Regions from separate parts of the Bos taurus genome. Here region 1 is linked to region 2. Evidence: chromatin contacts called from public Hi-C data. All regions are on one chromosome and are shown on one strand. Each heading gives the region's core, a stretch centred on a gene start, on an enhancer-like site or on the middle of the called end of the contact. The rest is flanking DNA. Distances are from core to core; before and after follow the strand shown. Region 1 has its middle 44 kb from the start of FLI1. Region 2 has its middle 250 kb from the start of ETS1.

The links. A called contact is a pair of places that touch in the nucleus more often than the background predicts.
Region 1: a contact with region 2 is called in a Hi-C map of liver, with 3 times the contacts expected there. The contact joins two enhancer-like sites. A contact is called at or near these places in 4 of 11 Hi-C or Micro-C datasets (blastocyst, blood, liver and 1 more).

What each region holds. Positions count from the first base shown.
Region 1 is chr29:32,007,822-32,010,773 of ARS-UCD2.0, forward strand. No RefSeq gene overlaps it. Among named protein-coding and RNA genes, the nearest start is that of FLI1, 44 kb to the right of the region's middle. Within about 2 kb of position 1,615, at least 4 of the 102 cell types and tissues checked have an H3K27ac peak or open chromatin away from gene starts, as enhancers often do. A contact at or near this core is called in liver, where this site is marked.
Region 2 is chr29:31,629,662-31,632,635 of ARS-UCD2.0, forward strand. No RefSeq gene overlaps it. Among named protein-coding and RNA genes, the nearest start is that of ETS1, 250 kb to the right of the region's middle. Within about 2 kb of position 1,265, at least 26 of the 102 cell types and tissues checked have an H3K27ac peak or open chromatin away from gene starts, as enhancers often do. A contact at or near this core is called in liver, where this site is marked.

The DNA of each region.
Region 1 (2,952 bases), core at 365-2,864, 380 kb after region 2:
TCCTGCATGACTGGCTTATTTTACTTAGCACACTGTCCTCCAGGTTCATCCATGGTGTCAAATGGCATCTTTTTCAGTATCCTATTGTATACACAGATGTACCACATTTTCCTTTTCCACTTAGCTGTCAATGGACCTTCAAAGTGAAAGTCAAACTCACTCAGTTGTGTCTGACTCTTTGCAACCCCATCAACCCCTATAAGTCCATGGAATTCTCCAGGCCAGAATACTGATGTGGGCCAGAATACTAGCCATTCCCTTCTTCAGGGGATCTTCCCAGCCCAGGGACTGAACCCAGGTCTCCCACATTGCGGGCGAATTCTTTGCCTGCTGAGCCACCAGGGAACCCAGTGGGCCTTTAGGTTGTTTGCGTATCTTGGATACTGTGACAAGTGCTGTGATGACCGGGGGCTGCACATATTTCTTCAAGATCCTGATTTCAATGCTTTTGGACAAATGCCCAGAAGTAGTAGTATTAGGTCATATGTTAGTGCTATTTTTAATTTTTGAGGTACTTCCATGCTGTTTTCCATGGCAGCTGTACCATTTTGCATTCCCACCAACAGTACACAAGGCTGCCGATTTCTCCACATCCTCGCCTGCACTTTTTGTCTTTTTGATAACAGCCAGCCTGACAGATGTGAGATGCTATCCTACTGTGGGAAAATAGAATATGAAAATGATGTGTCAAATTAACCGGAAAATGAACAGGTAAACGATGTTTGGTCAATCGGCATACCACATCCAGATAAATTATGCTATGACTCAAAAAAATATAATTAACTCTTACTATAAATTCTTAGGATGCTGATTGTTGATATTAACGTGACAATAGGAGAAAAATTCAGTTCAGGAAGAAATTCCCAATGATACATGTAATACACACATACAAATGTTGTTATAAAGAGAAACTTCTTAATAGATGTAAGCTATTATATATAGGATGGATAAACAACAAGGACCTACTGCATAGCACAGGGAGCTATATTCAGTATCTGATGATAAACCACAATGGAAAAGAATATTTTAAAAAAGAATGTGCGTATATATATATATATATATATATATATATATAAAATTGAATCACTTTGCTGTGCTGCAGAAATTAACATTGTAAGTCAAGTATTTCTTCAATTAAAATAAATCATGTAGTCTAATTTATGTTTTACCTTACCCCATTTGGGGATTACGGTACATGATAATTGCCGTCATAAAATAAATTAAAATAATTAAAATAATTTATTTAATAAAATAAACATTAAAATAAAATATTTAAATTAAAATAATTAAAAATAATTAAAATGTAAAAAAAATAAAGAGAGAGAAACTCCTTCCCTGTGTACTTTATTTTCACAAAAAGGACACTTGAGTTTAGGGCTAGGAGGGAGATGAGAAGCTGTCTTCCATGGGGAAGGGTCTTGCAAGCATGCCTTCCATCTGGAGGCCAAATTTAGGAGCCTTTCTTTGGAGACAGGAGAGGCACAGAGTTCCTCTCTGTACAGCAGTGAAGCCAGCATTGTCCAGGAATCTTGCTCCTCACTAGACAAGGCTCCTCTCAGCAGCTTCCCAGGCTCTAGCGCAGGGAACCTGTGTTCTGCGCCTGGAGAGACCCCTTCTGCTCAAACGCCGGTGGTGCAACACAGGAGAGGCTGCGATCTCACAGGAGATGCTGAGAAACAGGCAAGGCCCAAACTAGCGGCCCCGCGGCCCCTCTGGTCCCTGATGCGTCAGGCACAGCGATGGCTTTGCTGTGTCCACCGTGGACCATGCGTCATCCAGCAAGCTCAGCCCGGCTCCCACTCTGGGCGCTCCTACTCCCACAGGTGGGCAGATGAGAGGACCCTTTCCCAGAGATGCTCAGAGCCTGTGGCAGGCAAGAGCTGACATGCGTGACAATGCTGTGGTGGAGGGTGGAGGGTCCTGGCCAGGGGGCACAGCAGGGCAGTGACCACCCTGTTGGAGGCACACACAGAACCTTATCTGAAGAAGAAGCATTTGAGCTACTGGGAAGGACCATCAGCCAAATACAACAGGGGAAAGAGTGGTTGGTCAAAGGAGAGTGTGCAGAGCCTTGGAGACCTGGGAAGAAGGACTTGGCACAGGGGAGGAGAGAAAAGGCAGGATGAGGGGGGTGTGGTGGGAACTCACGCCGAGGGTTAACAGTTTGTCCTAGCTTCTTTGGTTTTTCAGAAGATGCCGGAGATTTATAAGAGAAACCTGAGCTTCCGCTTGGAGGCCTGCCTGGCCTGGGGCTGGAATGATGTGGGGACAAAGTGACAGGGCAGTGACCTCCCAAGGAGCCAGTGACATCTTCTCTTAGCCTGAGTTTCTGTTTAAAGGTCATTTATCACCTCTTTCCTGGGCACAGCATGCTGCACTGATGACGAAGGAGCTGGCTAAGGAGCCCCAGTCAACTCCTGATCTAAAGCACAGAATCACCAAAGAAAAGACTCTCCCACCATGGGATTCTGGGACAACCAGAATCCAACTAGGAAGGGACATGCAACAAAATAGAGGTAAAGGGACCAAAAAAAAAAAAAAAAACCCAAACATGTTAAGAAAGAAAAGCATTACTAAATTCACCTCTAAAACATGCACTGTTTTTAAGAAAGATAAATCACATCCACACAGCAACACCGGATGACCTTTGTAAAAGAAGACGTGACAGCTGAGCCAGAAAAGAAATGACTTGTGTCCCCAAAGGCCCAGACCTCTAGCATCTCTGTAGTTTTTTCTTTTCTAATGCCCATGAAGAGTGGTCCCTAAGAGACGCAAATGGAATAGCTGACCGGGAATAAGAAGCTTCGATCCCAGCTCAAGCAGACCCTGGCCTCAGGTGGCTCGTTCAGCAGATGTTCGGAGGGGCTGCCGGTCCCTGATGCCCTGGGCTCTGGGCACTCCCTTCTGTCTCACCATCCTGGGAAGGGAGAAGAAGGGCAAAGTCCATTTGGC
Region 2 (2,974 bases), core at 15-2,514:
GGGATTTTCCAGGCAATAGTCCTGGAGTGGATTGCCATTTCCTTCTCCAGGGTATCTTTCCGACCCAGGGATTGAACCCGGGTCTCCCACATTGTAGGCAGACGCTTAACTATCTGAGCCACCAGGGAAGTTCCTCTACCATTTTTAAAGAAAGAAAGAAAGTGAAGTCATTCAGTCGTGTCTGACTCTTTGCAACCCCATGGGCTGTAGCCTACCAGGCTCCTCTGTCCCAGGAATTTTCCAGGCAATAGTCCTGGAATGGATTGCCATTTCCTTCTCCAGGGGATCTTCCCAACCCAGGGATTGAACCCAGGTCTCCCGCATTGTAGACAGACACTTTACCATCTGAGCCACCAGGGAAGTCAACCATTTTTAAAGGCATTTGTAATTTTCTATGGATTCCACTCTAAAACCCCCTGAAGACCTAAAGTTAAGGAACTTCACTAGTGGAGTTTCTCTTCTGAAGCATGTTGGAGGCGATACCCCACGTATCCCAGTGGGGAGCTGTGTGTTTCTCCTCCTCAGATGCCCAGCCCTCTGCCTCAGCGGCTCCTCTTTCTTTCCTGTCTGCCACGGCCATGTTTGCTTCATCTGGAGAATCATCTGTGACTGCCCTCTCTTGGGCTGGGGACAGGGGATGGCCCCAGTCTAGGTTCTGAGTGGTTCTGCAGAGCACGTGGCTGGATCCAGTGCACAGACCACCTTCTACCTGCTGCTTCCTTCTCCCACGGACCTCAACGCACGTAGGCAGCTGGGTTTCCGGGTCCTCTCGCAGGCAGGGAGCCTAGGACAGGACTTCTATCTTCACCCTGATGAACCCCCAGGAGGATTTGGTCACCTGCAGACTGGAGAAATCCACTCTCTGAGCTTTGAGTGTTAACTCTGACATATACAGGGTCTGAGTTTCTGTGTTCAGGCAGAAAGAAGACCAGCCTGGGTTATAAAAGCATTCTGGCTCCCAGGGCCTGCTCTGATCATATCTAACTGATTTCAGACAGTTCGATGAACTCCTCCCAGCCTCCACTCTGCCATCTATAAAGTGAGAGTGTTCGATGAGACTCTGTGTGGGATCTTTTTCTGGTTCAAAAACTCCACGATTTCTGCCTGGTGAATGAAGAGTCTCTGACCACATCCAGCCCACCACCTCCACCCAGAAGTCAGTAGGGAAAAGTCTCGGGTAGAGTGCCTGCCAGCCCCAGGGTACACAGTCGAACCATGTGTGGGAGGAAGCAAATTTAGAAGGAAACAGGCTTCATTTATTCTGCCCGATATGGTTATCTCTGTGAGGCTGTGCCCATGCAAGCGAGCAGAGGGTGAGAAGGAAGGGGAGGGAGACACAGTGTCAAATGTCAAATGTTTAGCAGAGACTTTGAAGTCTGACAATTGAGACTTCCGGTAACTTTTGTCTCTACTTTTACAAAAAGGGAGGTAGGGAGAGGGGCAAAAGGGATGGGGGAGACAGAGAAAGAAAGAGAGTGAGAGAGAAGGTGACTGAAAGAAGATAAACACTGATGTACATAGAGACAATCATTGTGTAGGTTTCATGCAAAAGATTAGGCAAATATTATCTAAATGACATGTCATCTGGGACTTTCTTCTCTGACTGTCTTTCAGACAATCCCTGACTATTGTTCTGAACTAACACTGCACTTCATCACGACACTTCCATGTGGACATGGAACTCTTCTACGTGACGAGAAACACGAATGGGCCAGCCAGCTGGGAACAGCGCCGGGATGAGACCCGTGCGTTCCTAACGCCTCTGCCCGCCGGGAGGGAAGGAGGAAGGGCATGCGAAACAGTGGACGGTACTCGACACAACCCTGCAAAGGGTGACGCAAGGCCTAGATTGTATACAGGTCAGATAGGCAGAGATGGAACCACAGTGGTCTAGAAGACATTCACAAGCGAGATGGAAATTGAGTGCTGAAGTAGGTGTGAGTTGATGTAGACAGACCGCTGTGTTTCGAAAAAGAAACCATGAAAAATATCACATTTGGTCAACCGGCTCCTCCTCTCACAATTAGCCAACCAAAGACATATAATGTATTCCTTTGTGGCCCAAATCTCTACATAGTAACCAGGAAAGGGCCCAGAGAAGTCTCTTCCAGTTCAAGTTACAATCACTGAATGTGGAAAGCTGGTGAGATGACAAAATGACTTGCGCATGAAGCTCCCTCATCTTGTCTGTGAAGCTTGCCTGTGTCTAGTTTGGGGATAAAGGGTCAGGACACTATTACAACCTCTCCATGCAACATGACGCTATGTGTATAGGCAATTTCCAGGGATACCCTTTCTGAGTTGTTGTTGTTTTTTTTTTTTTAAATATTTCAAATATAGCAATGAGTTAGTTGGCATCTCCCTCAAAAGGACAAGAGCACGTGGTAAAAGCAGGGTTGCCGTGACATCTGGGACACCAGGCTTGGTTAAACAACCTCAGAAAAGGACATTAGTTGGAAACTTGAGCTCCTGGAGGATTTCAGGAAGGGAGGGTCTCGTCTGAGACTGTGGAGGTGCTGCCAACGAGGACCGTGATACCTCAGTTCAAGGAAATGGACAATCCCAGAGCACACGATGAAGAAAAGCGTTCTTAACTGTTTCCTCTGGAAATCACCCCTGAAGGGATGCCAGGCTCTTCTAGAATCTCCACTCCGGTGCTTCTGGCCCACTGGGTGGGTGAGAGGTAAAGCACAGCCCTGACGGAAAAAAAATAGCAGAGTCCAGGGCTAGTCATCTGCTAACGGGAAAATCCTCCTGGGTCAGGTCCCATGCGGGCACACAGATTTCTCATCTCACATGGACCAGAAGAGAAGCCATTGATGAAACGCTAGAAGAGGGGGTTTCCAATATGGTGGGATTTCAGAGAACCCTTATGTCATATCCCATCAAAAATATGTCACAGCTCCCCAAGTCCTCTCCCTAACAGGCCAGGACAGAAATTGTAGAAAATATCTATTCCAGTTCTGTCCAGGTT